2 separate regions of the Mus musculus genome follow, and region 1 is linked to region 2. The links are chromatin contacts, called in public promoter capture Hi-C maps. All regions are on one chromosome and are shown on one strand. The core of a region is the stretch at or near the end of the contact, and the rest is flanking DNA. Distances in the headings are between cores, read along the strand shown.

Region 1 (5,128 bases), core at 1,871-4,370, 78 kb before region 2:
TGGCCATTAGAAGGTCTTCAGTCCTCCAGATGACTCATTTGGCAGAATGCTTATGAATACCATGACTATGATGAAGAACCCAATTACTGGTACCATACAGGTTAGAGAGTAGGATCTTTCATTTGAAGAAGAGCTGCTTTGGAGTTCTGTATCTCCAGTTGATTATGCAGTGACTATGCCCTACCTAACTAGGCACAATAGGACCTGAGATACACTTAGTTCTAAATAAGCTTTGATTGAGGGTATAGATGTAGCTCAGTTGATAGTGTACCTACCATGAAAGAAGCCTAGAGTTCCATCCTCAACTCAAAACACACACACACACACACACACAAAACCAAAGCCAGGAATGGTGGCATGTGCCTGCAACCACAGCACTCAGAAAGTGGAAGAGAGAAGATCAGTGTAAGGTCATCCTTGGCTATGTAGGGAGTTCAAGGTCAGCCTAAGCTATATGAATCCCTGCCTCAAATAAAGAAATTAGTTTAGACAGTTTATTTGGGCAAGACTAGAGAGATGGTCTCTGAGGACTCTTTCAGTATAACACTCAGGATCTAAGGGAGCCACCTGAGAGGTATGGTCTCCACTAAGGATCCCAAATAACTTACTCTCTTAGCAGAGGTGGATGTACAAAGGAGCAAAACTACCGAGTTGGGCCCTGGGTAAAGTTCCCAGAGAGTTCAAAGAAGAGTGCTGTCAGGAGATATCTGGCATCCATGCCTAACAGCGCTCTGCCTAAGTGCTACCACATCCCTCCACCTGGGTCCACCACCACTCTCATATAGCAGTTGACACTCAAGGCCAAAGGCCACAAAGTCATCTTTCTGAATGTTCAGATAAGAGAAGAGGGTACACATTATGGTTTCAATAACACAGTGATCTTATGCTGTTGTCTAAGTCTCACAAAGCTACTTAACAGTAGGACTGACACTCATTACCCCAAGTGCATAGCATTCTGTATGCTTTGGCCAGTTATTCCACACCTACTCTCGAAGGAAGATGCTACAATCCTTCCACTGTACTAATGAGAAAAGACGCGGGGCTCATTGTGTTTACTCACTGCCAGTGTAACACATGGAGTACATTTGAAGACCTGGATATGAATAAATATTCTTGACTGATATCCACCACAACCAGGAAAGCTTAGAGACATTCACACTAGTTAATCCTCAGTGAGACATGCATAGCTGGTTGGTACCTTCTACCCTGCTGAAAAACAAAGAACCCTAGTTCTAGGGAAGTGAAAATACCAGCAGATGCCAGCGGCACAATTCACAGCCTGGCCTTTTGCCTCCCAAACAAGTTCATTTGTCTCTCTCTGCAACAGAGGCCAGACTCCTCACCACTCTATTGTTGCCATCAGCTCTGGAGAGAGTGAAATTATTCAGACTAGATTGGCCTTGCTCTAAGCAGCACATTTGATACCCAGGGGCAGCTAGAGACCTGCACCTCCATCACTAATTACATCTGCAGCTCATTTCCATGCCCCCACCTCCCAACTTTCTGCAGCTCTTTGCTTGCAGAATCATTGATTTTGAGATTGTCTAGGTGTTAAAAGATCCATTGGGCACTTCTAGACAAAGCTGTCCTCTTTCAGAGAGGAAACAGGAGCTCTGAGGGAGAAGTGATTTGTCTGAGATTGTGAGAGCAACTTAGTATATATAGCCTTAGAGGTCATTCTATCCTTGCTCCCGCATCTGTCTTCCTAAGACATAATCCCAAGCACAAGGATACTTCATACGGTCACCTGTTTGTAATGAGCCAGGTCCAGTTACTGGCAAAGTAGCCTTGGGGGTGCATCTCCCTTCAATCCTTACCTAACGTGCTTGGTTCTATCCATCTATACTATCCATCTATATTAATTTTTGTATGTTCACTAAAGGCTTTTGTTCTTTCTCCACCTGCAATTTGGTGGAGAGAATTTTCACTCCTTGGTTTGCCTATTCCCCATAGGTAAATATTCTAATTATCCCTCAATATAATGTTTTCAAAGCTTTTTTCCAAGCATATTGAGAATGCAGTTGCTAGGGTTGTCTGGATTTGTGGTGGACAAAGTGCAGCTGTATCTAAAAATAAAACCTAGCAGTTCAACAATGCAGATAAAAGACCCCCAGGAGGTGGCATCCCGTAGCTTAAACACAGGACTGAGAAGTGGGTCTTGCAGCTCAGGTAGACACTCAGTTCACCGGTACAGGGTTTTAAGATGGGCTCCTTGTTGTAATTGTGTGAGCACAGAGAGCATGTGAGGGCATTAATGTGTTCGTTAGCCACTGAATGTGGCTAAGTCTGAGTGAGAGCAAGTCAGTGTGTGTGTGTGTGTGTGTGTGTGTGTGTGTGTGTGTGTGTGTAGGCACTGATGGTTTAATGACAGATTTATAACACTGTATCTATCAGGGATTCGGCAGGAAGCAGATGGCAGTTTCAAATTGGGTAATTCGAGGAGAGCTTAATAAAGGGGCTGATCTGAAAGTGTGGGCAGAGTGCAGGGAAATTACAGGCCCCAAAGATAGGACATGGGTCTACAGGGCAGAGGACAGAAGGCAGGGGCTGGAACTAAAGTCACATGGGCATGTGAGGAGAGGGGAAGCCCCGCCAGCATCCAGAACAGAGACAAAGCAGTGCACCAAGTCAGGGAGAAGCTTGAACCAGAAGGTACATATGAGATCTAGTCCAAGTCCCTCTACTACCAGGTGGAGGCTGCTAATCCCTTTATACTGTTGCTCAAAGTGTGAACCATTGCCCAGTAAAAGAACAGGCACTCACAGACATAAGCAATTTTTTTCTTAAAAGCCATTTTATCTACAAATATAGATTTTCTTTTCTTTAAGATTATTTATTTTATGAGTACACTGTAGCTGTCTTCAAACACGCCAGAAGAGGGCATCTGATCCTATTATAGATTCCTGTGAGCCATCTTGTGGTGGCTGGGAATTGAACTCAGGACCTCTGGAAGAGCAGCAGCAGTCAGTTCTCTTAACCATTGAGCCATATCTCTGGCCCCCAAATATACATTTCCTTAAAAGATACTCTTTTTTAGACTAGAGACGTAGCTCAGTGGTAGACCACTTTCTTAGCATGCCCAAGGCTGTGGTTCTGAGGTCAGTCCCTAGCATGTCACTAAAAGATATTTGTCTGCAAATATAAGACTCACAGGAAGTAGTGACATGGGCCCCCTTTCTCTCATATAGTTCTGTTACCCTCACAGGAAATTAGCATCCTAGATGGGGGCAGGTAGGTCCTTCCAGCTCCGTATACATTTGTACATATGCAATCTAAAATTCCATGTCTTTGAAGACCTCAAAAGCTCACCTCTGTTCCTTATGTTAAGAGCCCTGAACGGTGAACCTGTGAAACCCTTTCTTTCACACCTGTGCTTCTGACCTCATTCACAGATCACCACACCCTCCCACGCAGAAAGGTTTTGAAACTTGTCAGAAATGACCCACCTTCACCAAGGCTCAAAGCCAGAGTCTTGGTCTGTATTCATTCCTTCTAACTTACCTTCAACTATTATGACTTGCCAACAACACACAAATGTAGTAACTGTAAGATTACAGTGCTGATTAGTAGGGGGAAAGCAGAAGCACTTTTTAAAACTCCTTCACCTTTAGTAAAGAATTTTTTTTTAATTCACTTTACATCCCACTCACTTTCCCCCTCTCCGTTACCCCCTCCCACATTCCTCCCCCCCCTCCATCCTCCCTCCTCTTCTCCTCCAAGAGATTGGGGCCCTTTGGATATCCCTGCACCCTGTCACATCAAATCTTTGCAAGGCTAGGCACATCCTCTCCCACTGAGGCCCGGCAAGGCAGCCCAGCTAGAAGAACATATCCCATGGACAGGCAACAGCTTTGGGGATAGCCCCAGCTGCAGTTATTCAGGACCTACATGAAGACCAAGCTGCACATCTGCTACATATGTGCAGGCAATGATCCAGCCTGTGTAAGTTCTTTGGTCAGTAGTTCTGTCTCTGAGGACTCCAAGGGTCCAGGTTAGTTGACTCTGTTGGTTGTTCTGTGGAGTTCCTATCCTGTTTGGGGCCCACAATCCTTCCCTTATTCTTCCATAAGAGTCCCCAAGCTCCATCTACGAACAGAAGCACTTTTCATGATGTCTGGTTTCTCAGTTTCCCTCTAAGAGTTCCTAAGACAGCATTGCTCCGAAAAGGCAGCTCAATTTTGGATTTCCTCTCTTGGTGTCTGGGACAAAAAAAAAAAAAAAAAAAAAAAAAGGCCTGTTCATCTGCTAGCTGTTCCTCGCGTGCTAGGTGTTTCCAGCAGGCGCTCTGTGTTGGAAACGCACCCACAGCAGCTTTCTCAAAACGCAGAGTTGGCCTGGTTCCGCTACCATATCACAGCGTGCAGATCACTGAGCTCCTCGGCCAACTGAAAGAGTCAGAGCTGAAGTGGGCCCTGGCGCTCGTCACTTCTCTACAGTCTGCATTTCCCCTCCTCCTTCCAAATGCCACAGGACATGTGTCTTTAAAGGCAGCCACTTCAGTCCTTTTCACAGAAAACCATACCGTTGGAAGGCCTCTTCCGTGGGGTATGTTTTTTTGTCGCCATGATCCTTTTCGCTCCTCACCATCCTGTGGTAGTAATGAGAGGGCCAGTGGTCCTGGGTGGACCCAGCCTTTTCTAATGTGTGTTTCCATCCTGTCAGCACAGCAACTGATGTTGTTAGTAGAAAATAGGATCGAAAACTTTTTGAGTGCTGACCAAGGAACTAAGAGGGTTATCTTCTCACCTCTGAGGAACTCTGGGCCTCAGAGTCTCCTTTATCTAGCCAAGGCCACATACCTTATATAGTGCCAGAGAAGGTATTCAAAGACTGGGCCGCTGGCCTCACAACCTACACTTGCAGCTACAGATAACATAGCAGGACCAGTAAGGTTGCCTCCCACGCCCTGCTTGCCCATGTGGCCCAGACTAGCCTACAGCTCATGTGACCCAGGATAGCTAGCTTCTAACTCACAGTAATCCTCCTACTTTCCTGATGCCTAGATGACAGGTGTGGGCCGCTCCAGCCAGCTAGTAATGTGCTTTTAAAAATCAACAGCAGACTTTTTAAATGGCTGCTTTTGCAATTAATCAGGTCCCTAGACTCTTAAGTAAATAAACTTGGCTTC
Region 2 (5,955 bases), core at 1,113-3,612:
AAACAAAATTCGAGTTTCTGTGTAAGGACTTATTCTCCCCAAAGCTTAAGTGTAAGGAATTTGCTTTACTCTCTACTTTCCTTTTCTCTTTCTTTGCCTCACCACATATCTGCTCCTACATGGGCTGTATTGGGACTTAGCAGACCTGCTTATCAATGAACCTAGCCATGGACACTACTGTAATCAGGAGGCAACAGAACCCTGTAAAAGAGCACGAGGTCTCTGACTCATTTGCAGGGGAAACTCCCAGTGTAAGAGGCTCCTGACTAATTAGAGGGCACCTGAAATTTCACCATTGGGTGGGACAACTCAGAAAATGATAAGCAGCAGAGAATGAAGGCAAAGCCTGAGCCACCTAGATGTGAGGCCCTGCCAGAAAAGAGACTGGGGATTCAAGGAACAAGGAAAGCAGATGGTATCGACTATACATTGTTAATTTTGAAACCCTGGCCTCTCAGGAAGTTGAGCATATAACAGGATAGGACACTACAGGGGAAGGTGCAAAGGGAAAGGAAGCCAGCAGTAGGAAGAGGGTGGTGCTAAGGACGGTGACCCTGCTGCTGGGGCAGGGTTTGCCTCTAAGCCAGACTGCTGCCTCACCACTATCTGGTCTCCCACACACCACTCCCTCTCCCTTGCTTCTGCCCAGGCTTACATGGCTATCAGGCGGGCCACAGTAGTCTTGAAGCGGTCAAAGATGTAGCCAGTGGGAAAGGTCATGAAGTTATTCATGAAGGATGCCAGGGTAAAGATGAGTGAGAACTTCTCATCCTGCGCTTTTAAATCTGGGAGAGAAAAGCTCTTAGGAACCCTGATTATGTGAGACAGAATCTGACGCACCCCAACCTTCCTGCCAGGTCAGTGCCCAGACCAGACTCCCCTCTACCTTGAACAACTTTGCTGACCAGAAAGCTACCAAGGTGCATTAAAATATATTGGTCTCTAAAGGTCCCCCTCTAAAACCAGGTGCTTCCTTCCCCATTTGATAGCCTCCACATAAGGGGTGAGAGGGGGCTGACAGTCCCCCCCCCCCATGGAAAGGCTGGCAGGGTGGGTAAAGCACAGAGACCTTCCTATTCTTTCCCAACTCCCAGGAACCAAGCACAGCTTCCTATGAAAAAGCCATCTTTGTCCTTACCAGAAGGCCCTGTTACATTGCTCTGGAGCAAGCAGTCCTGTTCACAGGGCTCTGAAAAGTAGTTTTCTGCTTTGAACACAAACAACAGTGAAGTCCAGCCAAAGAGGACACCAGCAAAACCGATGCATTCCAAGAGTCCAGTCAACAAGGTGGCCAAGTAAAGGGGCAAGCCCTTGCTTGCCATGGTCTGAGGTGAAGTGAGTCCACAAATCCTGTCCTGAGCTTCAGAGAGGACCACTGGTAGTGATGTGTGGGAAATTCCTTTGGCAAGCTCTCGACTTCAATGAGCCCTCTTGTTCCAGCTGTCTCTGGGTTGAGCAAGAAACGCCATGGAATAACCATGGAGCCTGGAAAATGAGGCAGAAGTAGCCTGGTACAGGAAGCTTGGGAAAAAGACACCGAGGGAAAGGGGTCCTCAGGAGAAAGGCCGTGAGGATTTGGAAAATAAAAACTTTCATACATGACCAGCGAATGCGGTTGAGCCATAGAATGTTATCTAGAATTCATTCCCAAACATGGAAAAACAAAAACAACGCCCACGCACCCCCAACACCCACCCCCCGCCAAAATACCGTCCATACATCCTTTCATTCACAGAACCCGCGAAACTACCCATGGGTAAGAAGATAAGGCAGGTCTCAATGGCAACACATGCCACATAGGAAAAAAAACACACACACACACACACATCCTGCCTAATGTTTGGGGACATCACAAGCAGAGGTAGGAGCTCCCCTCCCACCCCCCCAGAACCCCCGACTTGAAAGCCTGAATACAGTCCACCAGAGGAGCAGCCACCCTGAGCCATTCGAAGGCCTGACAAATAAATGTTCGGTCTACAGCGGGAACTCTTCAGTGCGGCAAAAACAAAAACTTCCGAAGGTTTTCTGAACTTGCCCCAAGGTCTCACGGCTACTTGGTCACTATGAAAAATATCCCAACAAGAGCCTTGTCTCGGACCACAATTCCCATCCCCCACCCCCACCCACCCTCCCGCTGCCTCTACCGACAGTCACTAACTTCCACCAGGCAAGAGGTCGCGCTCCAGCCGGCAGCAACTCTCTCCCGGATCTCTGTCGCCGCAGCCTCGCCGCCACCAGGCTACCGCCTTCCACTACCCTCCGCCCAGAGCCTCCCTGTCGAGCTTTGCCCGGCTCGGCTCTGCTCTGCTCAGCCAGACCCAGCCCAGCTCGGCCAGACCCGGCCAGTATCCTTCCAGTCCTACCCGCGATGGGCCGGTTTCCCGCTCTCATGGCCCCTCCTAGTCCTCTGCCTCAGGTTGGCCGCCTCCTGCTTGTCTCCTCCAGTAAGAGCTTGGGACCCTCCCCTGTCTCCACCACTTCCTTCTTTGCAATTTGCTAAACACATGAAACTCAAGAAGAATGAAGACTGAAGTGTGGACACTATGCCCCTCCTTAGAAGTGGGAACAAAACACCCATGGAAGGAGTTACAGAGACAAAGTTTGGAGCTGAGATGAAAGGATGGACCATGTAGAGACTGCCATATCCAGGGATCCAACCCATAATCAGCATCCAAACGCTGACACCATTGCATACACTAGCAAGATTTTATCAAAAGGACCCAGATGTAGCTGTCTCTTGTGAGACTATGCCGGGGCCTAGCAAACACAGAAGTGGATGCTCACAGTCAGCTAATGGATGGATCACAGGGCTCCCAATGGAGGAGCTAGAGAAAGTACCCAAGGAGCTAAAGGGATCTGCAACCCTATAGGTGGAACAACATTATGAACTAACCAGTAACCCGGAGCTCTTGACTCTAGCTGCATATGTATCAAAAGATGGCCTAGTCGGCCATCACTGGAAAGAGAGGCCCATTGGACACGCAAACTGTATATGCCCCAGTACAGGGGAACGCCAGGGCCAAAAAAATGGGAATGGGTGGGTAGGGAAGTGGGGGGAGGGTATGGGGGACTTTTGGGATAGCATTGGAAATGTAATTGAGGAAAATATGTAATAAAAAAAATAAATAATAAAAAAAAAAAGAAAATAGCTGGCATAACCTGAGGCAAGGGAACAAGTTATCTCCTCCAAACATCACTTACATATACCAGAGACTGGGATTTCCTCAGACAAAGCTTTTAAGCGACATTTGCCAACTTGTAAAATAAAAGAGTCTCTTTCAAAAAAAAAAAAGCCGGGTGTGGTGGCACACACCTTTAATCCCACCCAGGAGGCAGAGGCAGTCGGATTTCTGAGTTCAAGGCCAGCCTAGTCTACAAAGTGAGTTCCAGGACAGCCAAGGCTATACAGAGAAACCCTGTCTGGAAAAACCAAAAAACAAACAAACAAACAAACAAAAACTGTCAATTGGTTGGGTGCAAATATCTGCATCTGACTCTTTCAGCTGCTTGGTTGGGTCTTTCAGAGGGCAGTCGGAGGGTGGATAAAATCTGGAGTTTAAAATTAATTTAATTAATTAATTAAAAAAAAAAAACTCTTCTTTTTTCCTATCCCAACAGTTGTCTAGGATTCAGACAGGGTCTTTTTTGCTCTCTTTTGACTGACTTTAAGCTTTAGGTAATCCTGCCTCAGCTGCCCTAACTAAGCTTGTTTTAACACAGTTCCAGGCGCTGGGCCAGACATAGGGATCAAAAGCAACTGCATGTGGATGCCATTGTGTTTCCGCATTACCTTGCCCCCTCGGGTGGGCACCATACAAACTGTTTCCCACTTGCTCATCACTCGCTCCCCACCTCACGTTTATCCCCAGAGCTGCCAAGAAAACCCCACCATAAAAATCATGAAGCTGGAATCAGGACAGAGGTGCTTATCAGGAACCATCACTGGAGGGGGCCTTGCCTTTCCCCTCTAAGGATCCTTTTCACTGTTCCCCCCGCCCCTGCTGAAACCCCCAGCCCAGGCTCCGAGAGAGCCTTCCTGCCAGACTGCATTGATTAACTATTCATTCACCATCCCATTTTTTATTAATCAAAGACATTTATAATTGCCCATCGGAGCTTGTGATCAGCATGAAATAGCTGGCCTAACCAGCTGTGCTGCTCTCCAGCCCAGAGCAAATGAGCCAATGTCTTCCTTGCCTGAACCACAGTTCTCCTTGGAGAGAGAGCTGCCTTTTTGCATTAGATGCCCAGCTTCCTGGCTCGGCCCTCTTTCTACAGGGAGATGGTGGGAAGGCAAGCACCAGGAAGTGAGGTCCCGATCACCACCCAAACAAAGTATCAAAAAAGACTATTCAAGTGACTTACTGCAGAGGGAGAGACCACAGACCCACTAGCTGCCCCACTAAAACGGGTTCAAAGCACCTTAGTTATAGGAGCTGTCCTCAAAGTGAAGTCCACCTGGAGCGGATTCAGCAGGCTAGGTGAGATTTCCAATTTGTAGTTATCTGGGCCAGAGAGGGAGTTTAGTGGAGAATCCTGAAAGGACTTTGCCCCAAGATCATGCCTCACAGCCCAAACTGCCAACTCCCAAACCTCTGCTCTTAACTGCTCTTAACTTCTCCAGTCTTAACACCAGATATTGAGACATTGCAGAAAACATGTCCTTTCTTTAGAAATTAAAAAGTAAATTAAATTAGAAAGGGGGGAGGGTGACGATGGGGAACTAAAAATACAAGACGAGACAAAAGGGAAACACAGAGCCAGATTTTCCGTTTTCCTGCAAGTCACTGCTGTGCATGCAAGCCCAGCCTCAGCCCCGGGCTCATGTGTTGCTCTCCTGAGGACCTGGTGGATAAGGAACTGGAAAGAGCAAAGGAAGAAGAGAAAAGGTCAAAGCCAAGATAAAGAGAATTTAGAATGCAAATCAGCAGGAGCAGTCAGGAGAGTACAGCTCTGGAGCCGCCAGAGCGCAGGACTCAGGATAAGCCAGCCTAGACTTAAGTAGCTCCTCTCTCCCAAGTGGTAGGATCCTCACCCTATACCCCACTTGACTGCAGAAGGCACTGCCTCTAGTAACAGGACAGGCCTATGGACACTGTCAAGTGCAAATCTTAGACTATACTAAGTCCTTAGTCCTATGGGGGTTTTTTTCACATTTTTATTGGATATTTTCTTTATTTACATTTAAATTTTTTCCCCTTTCCAGGTCTCCCCTTCAGAAGCCCTCTATCCCATCCCCCTCCCCCTGCCTCTATGAGGCCCCAACTCCTGTCTTCCGGCCCTGGCACTCCTCTAAACTGGGGCATCGAACACCCGCAGGCCCAAGGGCCTCTCTTCCCACTGATGTCCAACACGGTCATCCTCTGCCACATATGCAGCCAGAGCCATGGGTCCCTCCATATATACTCTTTGGCTAGTGGTCCAGTCCCCAGGATCTGGGTGGGGGGTGGGGGGGTTACTTAGTCCTATTTGCTTCGGTTCCTGCAGCTAATAGAGTCAGGTGCTGTTCTGATTGGTCTATAGCTTCTCACCAATGTGGATTTTCTTGTAACATCAGAGTGGTTATAATGAGGTCTGACTTGAGCGCCAACATCCCCAACCTTTCTCTCTTCATCTCCTTTCCTTTTACCCCATTCCGTTGTTGTTGTTATCAGTTGCTTGGTTCAATGAATACAAAGTATCAGGCTCTGTGCCAGGTGCTGGGATTCAGGAGCTCCGGTGCCTTCCCTCAAGCTGCTTTTCTCAAGCCCAGGAGGCAAAAGGAGCGGATTGCTAGAGTGAGAGAATGTTCTTCCAGGCAGAGTCCAGCCTAACACTTTCAACCAACAATATGGGGCCAGTGCAGAGCCTAGAAAAAGCAATATCATTCTGGAGCCAAGACATTCACTGGCAAGGGCAGTGGCAAGAGTTAGGCCAGAGCAGGTACCTGGATGAAGGTATTTGAACTGTAAGACC

Evidence for each region. Promoter capture Hi-C pulls out the DNA fragments that hold promoters and counts their contacts.
Region 1: a contact with region 2 is called in a promoter capture Hi-C map of 3T3-L1-derived adipocytes, with 2.3 times the contacts expected there. The contact joins the enhancer-like site here to the promoter of Slc43a3 in region 2. A contact is called at or near these places in 12 of 39 promoter capture datasets (the 3T3-L1 cell line, 3T3-L1-derived adipocytes, the HPC-7 cell line and 8 more), 5 of 484 Hi-C or Micro-C datasets (ECoMG myeloid progenitors, bone marrow-derived macrophages, embryonic stem cells and 2 more), 6 of 115 datasets of contacts at active chromatin or transcription factors (the 230-238 cell line, cardiomyocytes, effector CD8 T cells and 3 more) and 2 of 9 other capture datasets (adipose tissue and liver).

Annotation. Positions count from the first base shown.
Region 1 is chr2:85,012,138-85,017,265 of GRCm38.p6, reverse strand. All of the region lies in intron 8 of P2rx3 (purinergic receptor P2X, ligand-gated ion channel, 3), which reads left to right. Among named protein-coding and RNA genes, the nearest start is that of P2rx3, 21 kb to the left of the region's middle. Within about 2 kb of position 3,120, at least 39 of the 459 cell types and tissues checked have an H3K27ac peak or open chromatin away from gene starts, as enhancers often do. A contact at or near this core is called in 3T3-L1-derived adipocytes, effector CD8 T cells, hematopoietic stem and progenitor cells and 1 more, where this site is marked.
Region 2 is chr2:84,933,053-84,939,007 of GRCm38.p6, reverse strand. It overlaps Slc43a3 (solute carrier family 43, member 3), which reads right to left and starts at 2,362. Exons shown (of 13, transcript NM_021398.3): 1 at 2,159-2,362; 2 at 1,139-1,485; 3 at 656-785. The coding sequence starts at 1,322.